2 separate regions of the Zea mays genome follow, and region 1 is linked to region 2. The links are chromatin contacts, called in public Hi-C maps. All regions are on one chromosome and are shown on one strand. Each heading gives the region's core, a stretch centred on a gene start, on an enhancer-like site or on the middle of the called end of the contact. The rest is flanking DNA. Distances are from core to core; before and after follow the strand shown. Region 1 has its middle 270 kb from the start of LOC103647030. Region 2 holds the start of LOC100280198 (Alba DNA/RNA-binding protein).

Region 1 (4,780 bases), core at 1,406-3,905, 640 kb before region 2:
TGAGCATGGTGCTCGAAGTTTCTGGTCCGCTCCTGAAATCGGTCGTAACTTGTGCTAAGTAGCATGGATATCATTTTTGCATGCACGGTTTTCTAAGTTTCGAGTGACCTGCAGTTCAAATCTGAATTTTCCGAAGAAATTCAAATAAACAAACTAAATCTACTAGCTATAGAAAACACTGTTATAATTGTCCCAAAATGGTACATGTAGGTCTACATAGTGTAGGAACATACCACAAAAAGTTTGGTAACCAAAATTAAAAAAATAAAAATATGCTTTGTCGAGTGTCTACAGAAGACACTCGGCAAAGACTTTCTTTGCCGAGTGCCAGATATTTGACGCTCGGCAAAGACTGACGGCCGTCAGCTGTAGACGGCCGCTAACAGCCCTTTGCCGAGAGCCATCTTTGCCGAGTGTTCGACTCTCGGCAAAGCAGTCTTTGCCGAGTGCTTGGCTGTGCCGAGTGTCGTGCACTCGGTAAATAAGCTCTTTACCGAGCGCAGGACTTTGCCGAGTGCGGCGCTCGGCAAAGACTTCTTTGCCGAGTGCCCGATAAAAAGCACTCGGCAAAGCCGCCGGCACTCGGCAAAGGCCCGGATTCCGGTAGTGTTCGTTGTCTAGACTGCATTGTCTTCTGATTCTCTCGGACCATTCAGATGTTCTCTTCAGCCTCAAGCAGAATATCTAGACCGAACACCTGCCTCTCGCCGGGTTGGTCCCAATGCAACGGAGTTCTGCAATTCCTCCTGTAGAGTGCTTGAAATGGTGACATCTTCAGACTGGCTATCACACCCGGGTTTCGGGGGCACCAAGAACTAGGCGCGAAATAAACACTATGTGTGCTAGGACCAAGTCTCACACATATGATGAATCATGGTACATAAACGAATGTCACACCTTTACTATATAATAGGAGTTATGTACAAAATAAATAAATAATTATATCATATGAAGACAACGATCCAGCAACCCAAAGTTGACTGGGAGACGACGGCCTAGATCTCTCACGAACACATCGCAGCATCCTCCATGCGCCTCATCGATACCTGTTCTTGACCTATGGGGGGTTGTGAGATAGCAAGAGTGAGCTCACATATGTTCATCGCTCAGTAAGTTGTGGGGAATAATGTGCTTGAACTCGCCAAAGGTGGGAGCTCATGTGAAGTGTAAGGCTTACCAAAGAGGATGGTTGAAGCTGAGCATTGCTTTTAAAGTTGGTCAAAATTTTATTAGCAATTACTAAGTATAAGTAGATACCAAACCGGAGTAATAATAGATCAAAATTGATAACAACATCCACGATGCAATGCATATGACAAATCGAATTTAATTCCATAATTTAATCATGCGAGAGTCCTGAGCTGCTCATGACCGCGAGCATGGCTGGTATACCAGTTTTACAATCTGCGGAGTTTGTACCCTGTACCCACAAGTCGTGTATCCCATGTCACCAGGGTTTGCAAGGCCCTTAGACACTTCCGAGGTGAATGGCTAGGGATCCACTACGAGGCCTTTACAAAGTTCCACTAGCTTTAGAAAACTCGCTACAGTTTCTAGGAAGAGCAATGCAGGAATCCCCCGTCTGACCGCCATCGCCGCAAAATCAGCCCGAGAACCTCCCTACACGCCTACTCCCCTACTACCCTTACCCCTACCGGGTAAGGTAGTCCTCCACTAGCTTTCCTAGTTAGTCAGCCAAGAGCGTCCCATTCCACCCTTGTGGTGGCACGTGTTTCTCAAGTTAAGCTCCATGTTCCAATTAATATAATGATCTTGTCATGAACAATAAATAAAACGACAGTATAATTGGAACATGGTCATAATGTAATATTAATCCCAAAACCATATAGAGCAATAGCCTATGCATGATAAAAGATAACCAGACTAGGGTGACCTATTGGGTCCCATCAAAATTAAGCCTATGCATGATAAAATGATTATAGAGAACATTATTGGGTAAATAAAAGTGATCAAGGGCACAACTTGCCTGGGACTTGAGATTCCAGCTACCAACTTGCTCTTCAGATGACTCGTGACCTCACTACTAAACGTAGCAATACAAACAAACATGGTATAGGAAAAATTAACATCACACCAAACATAAGAACAAACTGCGTAATAACATTCTATGCGATGCTATGAGATCGTGGGATCGAGAACAACTAAATTCGAAGCTACGGTTTAAAAGATATGATTTTCCAAAGGTTTTGGAGTCGGGTACAAAAGAAATCATGTGCATAATTTTAATTTATGTTTCATAGCAAAAAAAGTTACCAGGGGATAAACAATATTAATATGAATTTAATGCAACTAGAATGGATTAAAAAGAAGTTAAAATAAATTTAATATGAATTAATCAAGTTTCTAGATTTATTTTTATACTAAAAACCTATTTTCTTATTTAATTCAGAGTATTTCTAATATTTATGGACTGGGTACATAATTTTCTAAGAGATCAGGGGCCCGACTGCTAAAAACAGGACTCAATTGTTTTGTTCTTATAATACTATGCATGGCGGGTTTGTTATTAAATTCTACGGGGTGTCTTTTGCAAATAAGGCTCGGCGAAGGGGTATCTGCCAACCACGACCACTCATATCTAATCCTACGGCCCAGATTAAACCATACAACTTAATGTATCGGTACGCTCTCGGGTCCCTTGGATACGAGATTGATGGTCGAGGGAGTTCCATGTCTACGACTCGACCTAGCCCTCAGATCTACAATCTACGGCTCGGATTTTATCTAAAAAGCGGTACGCGGTTTTCTAATCTCGTACGCACATCTAGATCGAACGGTCAATACTCATCCAAGCAAAAGGGTATGCGAGATATGATTGCCACAGTCGGTCTGGGATCAACGGCCACCAACGCTTCTCCCACCCCGCCCAACAGGGCACGGCGGCGCCCATGGACGGACCCCCTTCTACATGCTCCGGCGCCCTATTTCTAGTTCAAACAGATGCTACACGTTGCTCAGTGCAAGGCGAATGGAGCGGGTAACAACTTACCAGAAACTAGATCATGTGCGACGCGGCCCAGGGAGAAGAGCGGCACCGAGGCGGCGACTTAACCATAGCGAGAAATCACGTGCTCCCAAGACACGGACGACTCAGTGCGATGCCGCGAGCACCATCCGAGCACCGCAATGGAGCATCACAGGTGGTCTTCCAAGGGTTGGGAACCGGCGCAGGCGTACACCGGCGTATGCGCACAGATTCCCTCCCCAAAGCTCGACGGTGGGCGCGCCTGGGTCGAGGATGCGACGAGGCCAAGCAAGGGCAGCGGCGACAGGACTCGGGTGCGCTGCTGGAGAGCATCAATCGCGAGGACGCCGACACCAACGACCTTAGCGAGAACCAATGGCCCGTCCGCTAGTCACAGGGCCAGAGGGAGGAGGACGAAGGGTGGGCGCCGTTCACCGGAGAGCGAGATCCACGGCCATGGTGTTTGGGAGGTGAGCGGCGCGAGGCTTGGGGTCTTATAGCCCAGAGGCGAGGGCGTAACAGCCACGATCGAAGCAAGCGGGGCAGGTAGACATCGGTCAAGCATGGTGTTACCGTGCAAGATCTGCGGCGAGTTGGGGAAGGCGACCTGAGAGTGTGGTCCCATTTAACTGCGACCAGGGTTCTCCAGCGCATGTGAGGGTGAGGAGGCTGGTGATTGGGCCGCGATGTCAGCAGGCGCGAAAGCGTAAAGGGATGGGCCACGCGAGCGATGGGGAAGTGTTCTGGTTGGCCACATTGGCCCACGCGTCCGTGAGAATAGATTCCTGAGCGCGACTGGAGACTGAGCAGTAGGCCCGCGTGCCAGTGAGCGCAACAACCACACGCGGGAAGGGGAGGCCAGTGAGCAGGAGCGGGACCCACCGGTCAGAGACCCACACCCAGGGCAGCGCGGTGGATTTGGGCTGTCTGGACAATTACGACCCAAATACACGAATTTCCCCCCATTTCTTTTCTAAATTCCTTTTCTATTTGAATTTCTAATTTCCAATTTTCAAATATCCAAACCAAATTTCAAGCCTTGCTTTGAATTCTAGATCTCAAATATCCCCTAAAAGTCTACATGAGTTATACTTCTACTTCCCGCCATAATATTATTTATTTATTATTGTTGCCCTATAATATGTATTCTTTTCTTCCCTTCCCTTTTCTCTTTTTAGTTTCGAATTCAAATTTTTAAACTTAAACATGTCTCATAAAATTTAAATACAAATGCAGAAATACAAGGACCTCAGCATGGGATTTATATTTCTATATTTATTTGTTATTTGGTCAATATAATTCCCTTATTGAATATGCACACATAGAAGAAATTCATTTAATCTCCAAAGGTTTTATAAATTCCCAAGACATTAACATATAACTATATTTATTTATTTATATCCTTATTCTTCTTTGATACAAATTTTGGGCTCTACACTGGCTTGGTAGTTGTTGTTGTAGGAGAATTCTGCATATGGTAGCCTCTTGTCCCAACCTAACTTGTCTTGCAATGCACAAGCCCTCAACATGTCTTCAAGGATCTGGTTGGTTCTCTCTGTCTGACCATCTGTCTGCGGGTGATAACCTGAACTGAACTTCAACTGTGTACCCAAAGCTTCGTGTAGCTGCTGCCAAAAATCAGAAGTGAACTGGGTGCCTCTGTGTAATACTATCTTATTTGGAACGCCATGCAAGCACACAATCTGAGACATGTATAATTCTGCCAACACTGCGTTGTTATAGGTGGTCTTGACTGGTATGAAATGAGTCGCCTTTGTTAAATGGTCCACTACT
Region 2 (4,322 bases), core at 667-3,166:
GTCGTGTTATTGTGCTATTGTCGTCTCGCTTTGGAGGTGCTCCAAGTTGTTGTTGTGGTGGTGCATGGCAATGTGTCAGGTATTATTTTTAGTTGTGCTCTAGGGTTCGCTAGATGTTGTTTGGGTTGAAAAGTTCTTAGTTGCATTAGTCGTTAGTTAGATATCTTCTATAGTTTAGTGAGTGGTTAATAGGGGGTAGTTGAGCTGTTAGTCAGACCATTTCTACGAAGTTAAATTAAGTGGTAGCCTAGAACTATTAATTATTTGGTCATTATTGGTAGTGTTTGGTTCCAGAGACTATTTGGATGGAGCGACTCTATTCCAGATGGATAGAACACCTCTGTTCTGTGTTTAGTAGTCTGAACGTAGCCACTCTGTTTTTGTTTGGTTCCAAGTGAAGCACAGAAGCAGTATGAAGCGACTTCATTCTATGCTTGGTTATAGAGTGAAGCGGAATAGATGATGCTAGAACAAGGAGAGGGGCGTTAGATTACGAGCGCACATGTTCGATCGTCTTTGAGAGCCCATAGATGCATAATGGAGAAATATTTCACTTTTGTAGCGACTCACTTCCATCTAGAATCAAACCAAACATGCTATATGCTATAACGGAGCGACTCAGTTCTACCTAACTCTACAACTAAACTATACCAAAGTTACCTAAAATTAGGGCTGGACAAAATACTTGTGGCTCGTGAGCTCGCTCGACTTGTACTCAATTTGAGTCGACTCGACTCGACTCGTTTTAATTTTGTCACGAGCTGAGCTAACATCTTAGCTCGGTTCGTTAACGAGCCAGCTCGTTAGCTCGAATGAGTTAGCATTTATCAGCAAAACAAAAGCCTATACTATGTTAATTTAAGGTTTAAATGATGTGATATATGAAATTACGAGTATTATTAGTCTTTTCTAGTGTTAAATTAATATGAAATAAACTAGCAATTGATTATATTGTTATATATATATATATATAATTTTTTATTGTGGCTCGCGAGCTAAACGAGCCAGCTCGAGCTCGCAAACGCGTCGAGCCGAGCTGGTTATCCTATTCGTTAACTTAACGAGTCGAGCCGAGCCAACTCGAGCTCAGTCGAGCCGAGCCAAGCCGAGCCGAGGTGACTCGATATCCACCCCTACCTAAAATGAGTAGACCACCCTGCCAACTAGGTGTTTTTCTATTTTTTATTAAAAACTTTTGCAATACTTAGGCCATTCTCAATGGCAGTTTCATACATTAATTAGTATGCCACATAGGATTTGATGACATGACACTATATTTATTAAAAAAAGGTGAAAATAGTTTCGTCATGAAACTCCGGAGCTCGTTTTTAAGGTATTGGAAAGCATGCGAAACCACTATTAAGAACAATTTATTTCATCTCTATCTATTTTATCTATTATTATTGGTTATTTAAATACAATATTTAAGTCACGAACCACTTTATTGAAAAAACATAATTTATTTTTTGTTTTATCTTACTTTTATTGACGTGGTAATATTGCACTAGCACCATGAATGGCTCTAAAAAAACAAAACTAGGGGCCGGTGTAGGTAAGCAGCCTACACACGCCGGTGGCTAGTGGCTACTCGCCAGGTATAGTTAACAGGGCCAGGTCCCCACATGCTAGCGAAGTACAGCCCCCTCCTTATCTCCTAGGCTCCAAGCCCAGGCGCCCTTATCCTAACCGCTCGCCGCACTCGGTCTACGAACGACCCCGAGATCCAGCGCAACGGACGGCTCTCCGAGCAGCCGCACGAGAAACCGGGTCCAGGGGGCAGGGCCTGGAGGATAACCTCGCCACGCCAGCACGCCACGCGGCCAGGCCCAGTGTGCGAGGACGAGGACGACGCGGGCGCACGCAGCAGCAAGCTCTGACCCTGAAAGCTGAAACCGCTCCACGCCCTCCCCCTCCGCGCAGAGCCAGCCAAGCCAACCAGCCAGTCAGAAGAGGAACCGGGGAGCGGCAGCTGCAGCGGCCGAGGGCGGAGCACGCGAGGTGAGATTCTTTTCTCCATCCCCTACCCTCCCTCCCTTCCTCCTCCGCTCCGTCTCGATTCTACGCGGCTTCATGGATTCGGGGGCCGGCCGGCGCGGCGGCGGTCCTCTCGCTGGGTGGAGGCTCTGAGGTCGGGGGAGGCGCGGGGTTGACCGGGCTGTTGGGCGCGGCGTGGGGACACGGGTGGTCGTCGCCTCCAGTCCCATTCGCGGCGTCGTTGTCACAGGCGCGGTTGGGGCTCAGGGCGATGCGGTTTTCTACCCCTTTTCCCGAAGGGATTTGGGGGGGCTTTAGGGGCCGCGGCCGGCAGCGTTTCTGGCTCTGCTGTGATGGGCGCGTCGCGGCAGAGTTCGATTTCGTGTTATTCAAATCGTGTGTTTACAACTGTGATTTATTACCTGCCCATTTTTTTGGGTGGGGTGGCGTGAGGGGTAGGATACAATTGGAAATTTGTCAGGGTCGAGGTTCATTTCACTCTGTTTTACACCGTCAGTCACTGCACCGTTTGATACTGTGATGACCCTTGGCCTGGGCGGCGATTCGCCGAGACGTGAGACTCTCCAGGGATCGCCGACGAGACACAGATAAGTTTGTTCAGGAGTCTGTTTTCCTATTCATTTCATATCTCCCTCTGAACAACTCATTACAGTATTTATAGATGCTCAACCTCACCTGCTAAACCGGCTAATACTCTGGCTAATCCACTTATTACAGCCCAGTATGGCGACAATACGGCCTTATAATAGCCCAAGCAACTATTACAGGCTCAATCACTTAGAACATCACAGATTACAGACTAATACCTCATACCTGCTACGAGGATCCTCCATACTCGCTCTAGGCATCATCTTGGGCCATCACATAATCACATCTCCCCCGGGGCCAAAAGACGCTTGTCCCCAAGTGTTTGCTGCTGGAAACCTTGCGGTCTTGCCTTCACCACTGCATAGTCCTCCCAAATAGCAGCTTCAGATGGCAGTCCCGTCCATTCCACCAGCACCTGGACAATAGCATGATTGCCTTTACGCACCATCCGCCGATTCAGTATCTGTTCAGGTTCAATGCCCTCTTGAGACATGTCAACTAGCTTAGGTAGTTCAGTGAAAACCGGAGAATAGCATGGATGAAGCGGCTTCAACTGAGACACGTGAAACACCGGATGACTTGAGCATCAGCAGGTAACTCCAATTTATTTGCAACTGCCCCAATTTTAGCTGCAACCTTGAAAGGCCCAAAGAATTTGAATGCCAACTTGGGACAAGGCCGATTCACCACTGTCTTCTGTGCATATGGTTGCAGTTTTAGCAAAACAAAACCACCCACTTGAAACTCCCTAGGAGTTCTGCCTTTGTTAGCGTATTGCTTCATACACAACTATGCCCGAGCCAACTGTTCCTTCAGCATTACAGAAAAAGTATTTCTTTCTGTGACCCAATCAGTGACATCCTGATCCTCAATGGCAATGAGCCTTGGAAGTGCCAGCATAGGGGCATCATATCCATATAACACTCTGAATGGTGTACACCCCAATACACCATGATAAGTAGTGTTATACCAGTACTCTGCCAGAGCCAACCAACTCTTCCACTTGCTGGGCTGAGAGTTCACAGCACACCCGAGATACATTTCCAGACATTGGTTCACACGTTCACTTTGTCCATCAGTCTGGGGATGATAAGCTGTAGACAACAACAACTTGACCTCCATGGGCTGAAACAGATTCTTCCAAAAACTGCTAGTAAACACCTTGTCCCTGTCAGATACTAGAGACTTGGGCACCCCATGCAACTTAACCACATTATCCAGAAATACTTGAGCAACACCCCTATCAGTAAAAGAATGTTTCAATGTTAAGAAATGACTATATTTCGAAAATCTGTCAACCACCACCAAATTGTATCAAAACCTTCTGATTTAGGCAAGCCTTCTATGAAATCCATAGTCACATCTTCCCACACACCTTGAGGCACAGGCAGGGGTTGCAATAACCCTGCTGGATGAGTTCTCTCACACTTAGCCTTTTGACAAGTAACACACTGATGTACAAACTGAATCACATCAGCTTTTAACCCTTTCCAATAGAACACTTTATTCACACGCTGATATGTGGCTTGTATTCCAGAGTGTCCACCTATTGCACTATCATGCAAAGCTGCAATCAGCTTAGTTCTTAAAGCTGAGTTAGCACCAATCCAAATACGACCCACCTTTCGAATAATACCCTGATGCAATGAAAACCCATGTTCATCAGGACTTCGAACCAGCAACTGAGCTATCATCTGTTGGGCCTCTTTAACATAAGAATTTAACACCTCCTGCACCCA

What was found. Hi-C and Micro-C count contacts between places; a contact is called where the count stands out from the background.
Region 1: a Hi-C map of leaf shows a contact between it and region 2, with 7 times the contacts expected there. The contact joins the enhancer-like site here to the promoter of LOC100280198 in region 2. A contact is called at or near these places in 2 of 25 Hi-C or Micro-C datasets (ear and leaf).

The regions. Positions count from the first base shown.
Region 1 is chr2:142,730,751-142,735,530 of Zm-B73-REFERENCE-NAM-5.0, reverse strand. No RefSeq gene overlaps it. Among protein-coding and RNA genes, the nearest start is that of LOC103647030, 270 kb to the left of the region's middle. Within about 2 kb of position 2,655, at least 20 of the 20 cell types and tissues checked have an H3K27ac peak or open chromatin away from gene starts, as enhancers often do. A contact at or near this core is called in ear and leaf, where this site is marked.
Region 2 is chr2:142,085,525-142,089,846 of Zm-B73-REFERENCE-NAM-5.0, reverse strand. It overlaps LOC100280198 (Alba DNA/RNA-binding protein), which reads left to right and starts at 1,916. Exons shown (of 10, transcript NM_001153130.1): 1 at 1,916-1,998.